Linked DNA regions of Mus musculus: region 2 is linked to region 1. A link is a contact called in public HiChIP or PLAC-seq data. All regions are on one chromosome and are shown on one strand. Each heading gives the region's core, a stretch centred on a gene start, on an enhancer-like site or on the middle of the called end of the contact. The rest is flanking DNA. Distances are from core to core; before and after follow the strand shown. Region 1 overlaps Crlf3 (cytokine receptor-like factor 3). Region 2 overlaps Adap2 (ArfGAP with dual PH domains 2).

Region 1 (4,901 bases), core at 424-2,923:
ATTGGCTGTTCTTCCAGAGGTCCTGAGTTCAATTCCCAGCAACCACATGGTGGCTCACAACCATCTGTAATGGGATCTGACGTCCTCTTCTGATGTGTCTGAAGACAGCTACAGTGTACTCAGATACATAAAATAAATAAATAAATCTCTTTTTTTGTTTGTTTGTTTTTTGCTTTTTTGAGACAGGGTTTCTCTGTGTAGCCCTGGCTGTCCTGGAACTCACTCTGTAGACCAGGCTGGCCTCGAACTCAGAAATCCACCTGCCTCTGTCTCCCAAGTGCTGGGATTAAAGGCATGGGCCACCACTGCCCGGCGATAAATCAATCTTTAAAAAATACATTGTATGATCTTTTTAAATGACTTATTTATTTTATGTGCATTGGTGTTTTGCCTGCATGTATAGCTGTGTGAAGGTGTCAGATACTCAGCAGCTGGAGTTATAGCCTTGTGAGCTACCATGTAGATGCTGGGAATTAAGCCTGGGTCCACTGGAAGACCAGCCAGTGTTCTTAACTGCTGAGCAATCTCTCCAGCCCCAACTTTATGACCTTTTGATAACTAAACTCTGAGGAAAGTAGTTCAGTTGTGTGTTGTCTTGTATCAATGGATAGTATTTTGTGAGCTCATCATCCTGTTACCTTCAAAAGGTTAAACAGTGAGCTTAAATAATCTTGTCACTTTTAATAATCTTGCAAGGATGGCCGGTGACAGCAAACTTTTAATCCAGCACTGAGGAGGCAGAGGCAGGCAGATAAATCTCTGTGAGCTCCGGGACAGCTAGGGCTAGAGAGAGAGAGAGAAAGAGAAAGAGAGAAAGGAAGAGAAGAGAAGAGAAAAGAAAAGTTTTAATGATCTTGTCACACTGGAGGTTTCAGTAGGAGTTCAGAATATGACTGACGAATATAAACTGTATAAATTACAGTTTCCTCCTGGAGTCCTTAAGTTGCCTGCCATTTATACTTTCTCTCTCTCTTGGCTGGCCTAGAACTATCGGCATTGTTTCCTAGTATAGCACTGGCTAGTCTGGAACTTATTCAATAGATCTCTGGCTCTTGCCTCTACGTTTGAGTGTTTGGATTACAGAAGTGTGCCATCTTGCTTGGAACTTGTTAAAATCACATCTGTAAGTCAAAATCACCTCGGTAGCAAGAACATGGCTCCTGGACTCAGATGTGGGGCACAGGGAAGTCTTGAGTTTTTTTCCCTCCATTGTAGACTGTGCAGGTATGATGCTGTAGTCAGATAAGAGGAAACACATTAGCCTACCTCAAACTGGGAGACTCATCAGTGAACTGTTTTCATAAAGCCAAAAAACTTGATACTTGATTACTATGGTTAGATTAATGTTGACTGAGCTTTAAACTGTGAGCTATTTTTTGGAAGAAGAAAATGATCTAAGGGAAAACCAAGGAGGTTTGAAAAGGCAGTGGTTGGTGTTCTGTGAACAACAGACACCACATGCATGCCCGGCGAGCGCCTGGGGGGCAGGTTTGGAAGTGGAGGCTTCCCTCCACAGTCCTCACTAATGTTGACATATTTCCTCTTTCCCTAAGGTTGTCAGACAAAACCAACAAAATAACACGGGCTTGCAATTTCTGAGGGAGCTTCTGAATTCTTTCTAAAGAGGAAATTGACTTTACCTAACCAGGGCACTTCCTGCATATGCTGTATCCGTTAAAGAGCCAGGCAGGGCCTTGCTGGTTCAGTGCTCAAGTGCAGAGTTTCCTCTTAGAGGAAGGTCTGAAATGTGGCACAGTGGACTTTATTCTACCTATATTGCATTTATAAATCAACCATGGTCTTAAAAAATTCAGGTTCTGGGGCTGGGCCTGAGATGTAGCTCAGTTGGGAGAGTATTTGCCCACTATGCTTGAAGCTGGACATGGGGGGACCTACCTGTAGTTTGGAGGGGTGAAAGAAGAAAGATCAGAAGTTCAGGATCCTCTTGAACTACAATGAGATTGAGGCTTGGTATCCATGAGATATTGACTTTCAAAATAACAAACAAATGCATCAGGTCTAGAGCCTGACACTGTGCATTGCTAACAATATAAAAGTCATAAGACTTTCTTTCTGTAGTTTTTTAGTTTATTTTTTGGTTTTTCGAGATAGGGTTTCTCTGTGTAACCTATTCTGGAATTAGCTCTGTAAACCGGGCTGGCCTTGAACTCAGAGATCCACCTACCTCTGCTTCCAAAGTGCTGGATTAAGGGCTTGTGCTGACACACACACACACACACACATACACACACGTATATGTATATATTATTCATTTTTGGTAGGTGTATGTGTGTGTATGTGTGTGTGTGTGTGTGTGTGTGTACACATGTTAATATTCCAGTCAAGAGAAAGCTGGCAAGAGGATTAAGAGTTAGAATAGTATATAATAGATCATAAAACTACTATTGTTTGTAAAACAAAATGATGGCTTTGGGAGCTCTTTTTTTGGTTTTGGTTTTGGTTTTTTTGGTTTTTGAGACAGGGTTTCTCTTTATAGCCCTGGCTGTCCTGGAACTCATTTTGTAGACCAGGCTGGCCTCGAACTCAGAAATCTGCCTGCCTCTGCCTCCCAAGTGCTCGGATTAAAGGTATGCACCTTTACTGCTGGAGATTGAATCTAGATGCTTACACTCCTGAGTCATATCCCAGGTCGTGTGTTTGAACTGTCCCACTTATAGTTAGTATTTGAGAGGAAATGGACTGTGTTTTATCCATTACATTTTTTTAAAAAGATTTATTTATTTATTATATCTAAGTACAATGTAGCTGTCCTCAGACACTCCAGAAGAGGGCGCCAGATCTCATTATGGGTGGTTGTGAGCCACCATGTGGTTGCTGGGATTTGAACTCAGGACCTTCAGGAGAGCAATCAGTGCTCTTAACCGCTGAGCCATCTCTCCAGCCCCTATCCATTACATTTTTGTTGTTGTTGTTTTGTTTTGTTTTGAAGACGGGGTTTCTCTGTATAGCCCTGGCTGTCCTGGAACTCACTTTGTAGACCAGGCTGGCCTCGAACTCAGAAATCCACCTGCCTCTGCCTCCCAAGTGCTGGGATTAAAGGCGTGCGCCACCATGCCCAGCCCATTACATTTTATTAAACATCTGGTGACTACAAACAGCTTATTTGCTTTCAGAATATATGTGAGATGCAAAGACTTTTCTGTTATAACTCCTAGCACAAAGATTTTTAAACTTGGCTCTGTGGACCGAGGACAGTGCATCTAAAATGTGGGCAGACTCACCAATGTGCCTGTGACAAGTGAGAGTTCTGAGCGTATGTCCCTCCTACTCCTCCTAAGCTGTGTTCAGTTGGTCTCAACCCTGTAGTCTGAGTTAGCAGGGAGCACACAGAATCCCTTTGCAAAGAACATTTCATAATCACAACTCGATCCAGTTATCGGCCAGCTTGTCCCACCAATCACCGAGGTTTGTGATTAGTGAGAGATTGTATTCACCAAAATGAAATGAACAGTGATCTAGGAAGACATCTGTGCCCCTGCGCGTATGCGTGCGTGCACGTACACAGACAGACAGACAGACAGACAGACACAAAAGTAAAGCAGATTTAAAAAAAATGACAGCAGCAGCAACAAAGCTGATTATGGTGACACATGCTTGTCATCAAGAGGCTACATGAAACAAGCAAACACGAGGGAAGGATTACATGATCTCATTTCTGTAGAATCTGAAAAGGATTCATAGGAGCATGCAGTAGAATACTGGTCAGCAGGAACAAGGTGGGGAGAAATAGTGATACGTGGTACCACGGTGCAGGGTTTCTGTGATAGGATGAACATATTCTGGAGCATTAATGTATAGGGCAGGGACTGTGCCCTGAACTATATTGTATTTTGCAAATTGCTAAGAGAGAGCTTCAGTGTTCTTACCACAGAAAGTAATCATTGGGTTGGCAAGATGGCTTGTTGGATAAAGGTACTTGCTCCAAGTCCCAAAACCTGAGTTCAGTCCTTGAGGCCCACATGGTGGAGCGGGAGCACTGACCCTCAAAAGTCTTCTACACACAGGTGAAGGCCCAGGTGCTGTGCACAGGAGCTCTGCACACACATTCCTTACAAATGCGTGCTCGCTTGCGCGCTCTCTCTCTCTCTCTCTCTCTCTCTCTCTCTCTCTCCATATAGTTTTAAAAGTTTTCTTTAACTACATCAAACCAGGTGTGGTGGCTCACATCTTTCATTTCAGCACTCTTGGATCTGAGTTTGAGGCCAGCTTGGTCTACAGAGTGAGTTCCAGAACAGTCAAAGCAATACAGGGAAACCTTGCCCCTCCCCCCCCCCCCAAAAAAAAAAAAGAAAAAATAAATAAAGTAACTATGTCAAAAGATGGATACATTGATTAGCTTGACAGAAGTATCAACTGCTCATATGTGTATCAAAACACAGTGTACCTTGAGTGTATATAACTCAATTAACAAAAAATTTCTTGTGAGAGCAAGTTTCAAATTTATGAGCGTTTAGCCTCAGCCTCCTGAGTGCTGGTATTACAGGCTTGTTCTCCCATGCTTAGCTACATTAAAATTTTCTGCTAAGCTGAGGTCAGAGGGTCACAGGATCAGAGCAAGCTCCAGGCCAGGCAGACCTATACTGAAGACCCTCTCATCCCCTACCCTTCTTTTTAAATGAGGGTGATCTGGGTTGATGATGCACCCTGTAATCCTAGCACTTAGAAGGTAAGAAGATTATAAACTTACTATGTAACGTAGGTTACGTGGTTAGATCTCGTCTTAATTAAGACAAGCCAAAGAAGGGAGCACTGTGGTTATATAATAACTCAGCAGTAGAATGCTTGCCTAGTGTGCATGAGGCCATAGGTTCAATCCCAGCACAACATACAATCTTTTTTTTAATGAGTGGAAGGTGGTGGTTGTGTGATACAATTAGGTA
Region 2 (4,849 bases), core at 2,031-4,530, 100 kb before region 1:
CTGTCCTTGCTGGAACTGTGCCTAGGGAACTTTGAAACGGGTACATCACAGTTACTCAGCTCCCTGCAAACCCCAGGACGAGAGGAACATTTAGGTTTTCAATGAGGCTCTAACAGATGAGACTAAGAGATCACAGGTTAAGATGGTCCCATGGCTAGCGTGCTTGCCGTGCAAGTGTAAGGACCTGACTTTGAACAACAGTACCCACATAAAAAAGCTGAGCTTCTGTCATGAGGACCATAATCTCAGCACTAGGGAGACACAGACCAGAGGATCCTTGGGGCTCACTGGACGGCCAGCCCAGCCTAATGGGAAGGCACAGGGCAATGGAGAAAGATTGTCAAGGTAGACAGCATCTGAAGGATGACACATGAGACTGACTTCTGACCTCCACACACATAGACACACATGTGTACATATAAGTACACACACACACACACACACACACACACACACACGCCCACACCTTTCATTGCAGCACTTGGGAGGCAGAGGCTGTCAGATCTAGGTGATTTCCAGCCCAGCCCAATCTGCATAGTGAGTTCTAGGCCAGCCTGGGCTACTCAGTGAGACTATGTCACAAACACCACCACCAAACCCAAATCAAAACAAAACAAACCCACATCCTCAATCACAGAACCTCAGAGCTTAGAGGGGACCCTGAAGGAGACCTGGACCAGCCACCATCTTCCTAATATGGAAATGTGTTCAGAAAGGTACCTGTAAGGCTCACACAGTATGTCAGTAACAGAGCAACTGTGAGGGCCTAGGCCTACTGGCTTAAACTACCATCTTCTGCCCCATGTCATTCCTGTTCCCAGACAAGGCTGCAGGAAGTAGATGTAGAACCCAGATGTCTGGGGACAATCGATAGGAAGTCCTCCGCTTACTGTTACCTTTACCACCACAGGCAGATCCCAACATCTCCCAAGGACCAAGCATCACAGGACACAGCTGTGGAAGGGCAATGGGAGCAATCACCAAACCCAACTCTCAGTTCTAAGTAATTACTATATAGGAAGGGTCCAGATAAAATGGGCTAGAAGCACTGTGCATACAATAGGTAGGCTCATTTGCATATTTCAGTGGGAAATTTCAGAAAGATGTTCAAAGGCTGAGGCCCTTGACCCCACAGAGAGTTGTTTTACTCCAGCCTTCCTAGGCTTAACTGCAGTAAACCTTGTCTAGCCCCTGTGTGTCTTAGGGGTCAAGAGACAAGCAGAGAAAGGGGGAGGGGATGGAACACGCAGAAGTCAAGTCCACATTTAGCTCACCTCAGACTCTGGGAGATCAGGAAAGGCCAATTTCAGGTATTGCAGGCGGGCTGCACGGAGAGCATTGAACCAATCCACTATCTCCTGCCAGGAAAAATGCAAAGCACACACAGTGGTGAGATGGGCGGATGTGGGAGAACCTTGCTGACAGGGCTACAGGGAACGGGGTCACTACTTCACACACACACACACACACAAACACACACACACACACACACACACACACACAGGTTCAGGAAATACACACTTCACACAGTCCCATCAGGGAACATCTGGAAAGGGTGATTATCAGAGCCCAGGGGACTGCCCTGAGCTAGTCACAAGTCACAGACAGGAAGAGCTTCCAGCCACGGAAAAAGACAAGTGTGAGCTGCACAAAAAGGCTTAGTACACTTCTTTAAGTTTAGAAGACACTCCTGGATTCCTATTAGGAGACTGGTGTGGAGTGGGGCTAAGACTGTATTCCTTAGCATTAAGACTCCCAGGGGCTGTGATGCTGTGGGGTGCTGGGACACAGTTCTTCAGGTGGGGGTGGGGGCTGCATGTGGAGACATTCCTCCATCAGAGATGCTCAGGAGGGACCTGGAATGCACAGGCCAGCCACAAGGGGATGTCACACTGAGAGCACATCCTTCATAATGGTGAGCCAACATCGTCTCACCGGAGAACCACATCCCCAAGGGTTTCTCAGCTCCTCTCCAGTCAGCCATCCTGTCTCCTTCCTACCTACCTTCCTTCCTTCCTTCCTTCCTTCCTTCCTTCCTTCCTTCCTTCCTTCCTTCCTTCCTTCTCCCCCACCCCGACCCATGCTTTCCTTTCCTCATGTGTATGTGTGCATGCCTACACCCACACGCATATATGTGCCCCAGAGTGGGCCCACGAAGGACAGAAGACAGCCTTGGAGATCCCCTGTAACTGCAGTCAGAAGCAGCTGTGTGAGCCACCATGTGAGTTTAGGGAACTGAACCCAGGTCCTGTGCAAGAACAGCAAGTGCTCTTAACTGCTGAGACATCTCTCCAGCTTCCCCCTCCACCTCATTTTACAATGTTTAGAGAAGCCTTCTACAACTTCTGTATCTCCAGAGTCCTTTTTACTTTTTTGTTTGTTTTTTAGTATGTATGTATGTATGTATGTATGTATGTATGTATTTATTTATTTATTTATTTTTGTGGTGAGTCCCATGTAGTCCAGGCTAGCCTCCTCAAACATCTAAGTAGCAGAGATTAGCCTTGAACTCTTTTTTTTGTTTGTTTGTTTGCTTTTATCAAGACAGGGTTACTCTGTGAAACTTTGGCTATCTGTGGACCAGGATGGCCTTGAACTAACAAGAGATATGCCTGCCTCTGCCTCCAAAGTGTTGGGACTAAAGCATGAGTCACCACTGCTGATGCTGAAGACACCGAAGACACCACCGCCTGGCTAGCCTTGAACCCTTGATTCTCCTGCTTCTTCCTCCCATGTATGGCGACTGCACATGCACACCACATCACCTCTTCATTTTATTCTTATGTTTGATACAGGAGATTGTCATGGAGGCCACACTTGAACCTTGTTGTCCTCCTGCCTCTCTCTCTCATCCCCACTCCAATCACTACCCACATTCCCACCACTCCACGTGCTTCTCCTTCCTACCCTACCCACCCTTTGACCTATGACAGTCCATTCATTGCATACATTAGTTTAGATGTTGTAATAAATTCCTGTGCAAGTATTTCACAGTGGTGAGACACAATGGAAGCCTTCTAGGTTGCTCCTCCCCACTGGGTTGCTCCTCTCCCAGTTTCTCTGAGACCTGATCCTCAACCTCATACCCCAACAGTCCCCACCCTGCCTTGGATACAGCAGATGGACCAATAAAGAGACGGGACTGGACTTATCAGATCTGCTCTCTCCCAGGAATCTGGGATGGAGAGGCAGAAAGACTTGCTGGGAGATCTGTGGTGCAGGGCACAGAGGTCATGCACTGATTGAGGAAGTCATGTGAGTGCAGACTCAACAGAGAGCAACAAGTTCCTTTCTACGCCCAAAGCCAGACATAGCCAGACAGACACACAGGCCTAGTGGGACTTCTGAGTCTCCTGTCCTGGTGTTTGTTAAGGGCGTTCTTGGCAGGGTATGTTGGCCTATGCCTACAATCTCAGTGGGAGGAAAGTTGAGACAGGAGGATTGCTCCAAGTTCAAGACCAGCTGAGCTACATAGCAAAATACAACTCCTCCCTAAAAAGGAAAGAAAATGAAAATCAAAAGTTCTTGGGTCTTAGGCATTCAGAAAATGGAGCCACCTCAGAAAAAAAAGGAACCCAGCATGTACTTAGGCTATATTTATATTCGCAGCGTAAGGAGAAGAAAAACAGTCTTACAGGCCTGAGCAGACAGAAGCTGCAGCCCAGGGTGCTTCCATCACCTCTCACCACTGTCAAATACTTTCAAGGTGATGTTTCCTGGTCACTCGGTGCTTAAAGGCCCCGTGGGAGCCAGGTGTGGTGGTACACACCTTTATTCAGCACTCGGGTGTGTCCAAGGCCAGCCAAGTCTACACAAGTTCCAGGCTAGCCTAGATTACCAGGTATGAATCCTTCAAAATAACAACAATAACAACGAAATCCTCAGCTGGGCGTGGTGGCGCACGCCTTTAATCCCAACACTCCGGAGGCAGAGGCAGGCAGATTTCTGAGTTCGAGGCCAGCCTGGTCTACAAAGTGAGTGCCAGGACAGCCAGGGCTACACAGAGAAACCCTGTCTCAAAAAAACAAAAACAAAAAACAAAACAAAACAAACAAACAAACACCCAAAAAACAAACAAACAAAAAACCCAACCAAGTCCCCAAGCAAACAAAAACCAATCTACAAAGCAGGTAAAAGCCATGAGAAAGGGCTGGAGAGATGGCTCAGTAGTTAAGAGCACTGACTGCTCTTCCAAAGGTCCTGAGTTCAAATCCCAGCAACCACATGGTGGCTCACAACCATCCGTAACAAGATCTGATGCCCTCTCCTGGTGTGTCTGAAGACAGCTACAGTGTACTTACATATAATAAATAAATAAATCTTAAAAAAAAAAAAAAGCCGTGAGAAAGGTGGGCATTAGGGAGCAGTCCAGAGTCACCTCCCCAGTTTGAGGAACCCTGGGAAAATCTCTTCCTCTAACTCCAGATAGCTGCTGCCCAAGGTTCTCTCACCAGCAGAATCATACTTACACATAAAATAAAAGGAAGAGATCTAATTTTAAAAAAGTGTCTTGGCCGGGTGGTAGTGGCACACTGACCCCAGCACTCCAGTAGCAGAGGCAGAGGCAGCCGGATCTCTGAGTTCGAGGCCAGCCTGGTCTACAAATTGAGTTCCAGGACAGCCAGGGCTATACAGAGAAACCCTGTTTTGATCCCTCCCACAAAAAAAAAAAAAAAAAAAAGTTGTTAAATGGATGCTGGACTGAGGAACTCTCTACTGTGTGACCTGAGTAAGGGACCTGATCTGTCCCTGTCCCTTGAATGTGGGGAGAAAGTATTTTCAGGGTTGTCAAACATTCAGACATGAAGGCTAACAGTCACCAAGAGCACGTCTGGCAAAGTTAAATGAC

What was found. HiChIP or PLAC-seq counts read pairs in DNA pulled down with a chosen protein or histone mark.
Region 2: a contact with region 1 is called in an H3K27ac HiChIP or PLAC-seq map of microglia, with 2.9 times the contacts expected there. The contact joins two enhancer-like sites. A contact is called at or near these places in 2 of 39 promoter capture datasets (the C10 cell line and hematopoietic stem and progenitor cells), 6 of 115 datasets of contacts at active chromatin or transcription factors (the HPC-7 cell line, bone marrow-derived macrophages, embryonic stem cells and 1 more) and 3 of 9 other capture datasets (adipose tissue, liver and pancreatic islet).

The regions. Positions count from the first base shown.
Region 1 is chr11:80,064,468-80,069,368 of GRCm38.p6, reverse strand. All of the region lies in intron 1 of Crlf3 (cytokine receptor-like factor 3), which reads left to right. Among named protein-coding and RNA genes, the nearest start is that of Crlf3, 14 kb to the left of the region's middle. Within about 2 kb of position 1,673, at least 89 of the 459 cell types and tissues checked have an H3K27ac peak or open chromatin away from gene starts, as enhancers often do. A contact at or near this core is called in adipose tissue, bone marrow-derived macrophages, hematopoietic stem and progenitor cells and 1 more, where this site is marked.
Region 2 is chr11:80,167,187-80,172,035 of GRCm38.p6, reverse strand. It overlaps Adap2 (ArfGAP with dual PH domains 2), which reads right to left. Exons shown (of 11, transcript NM_172133.1): 7 at 1,275-1,358. Among named protein-coding and RNA genes, the nearest start is that of Rnf135, 14 kb to the left of the region's middle. Within about 2 kb of position 3,280, at least 57 of the 459 cell types and tissues checked have an H3K27ac peak or open chromatin away from gene starts, as enhancers often do. A contact at or near this core is called in adipose tissue, bone marrow-derived macrophages, hematopoietic stem and progenitor cells and 1 more, where this site is marked.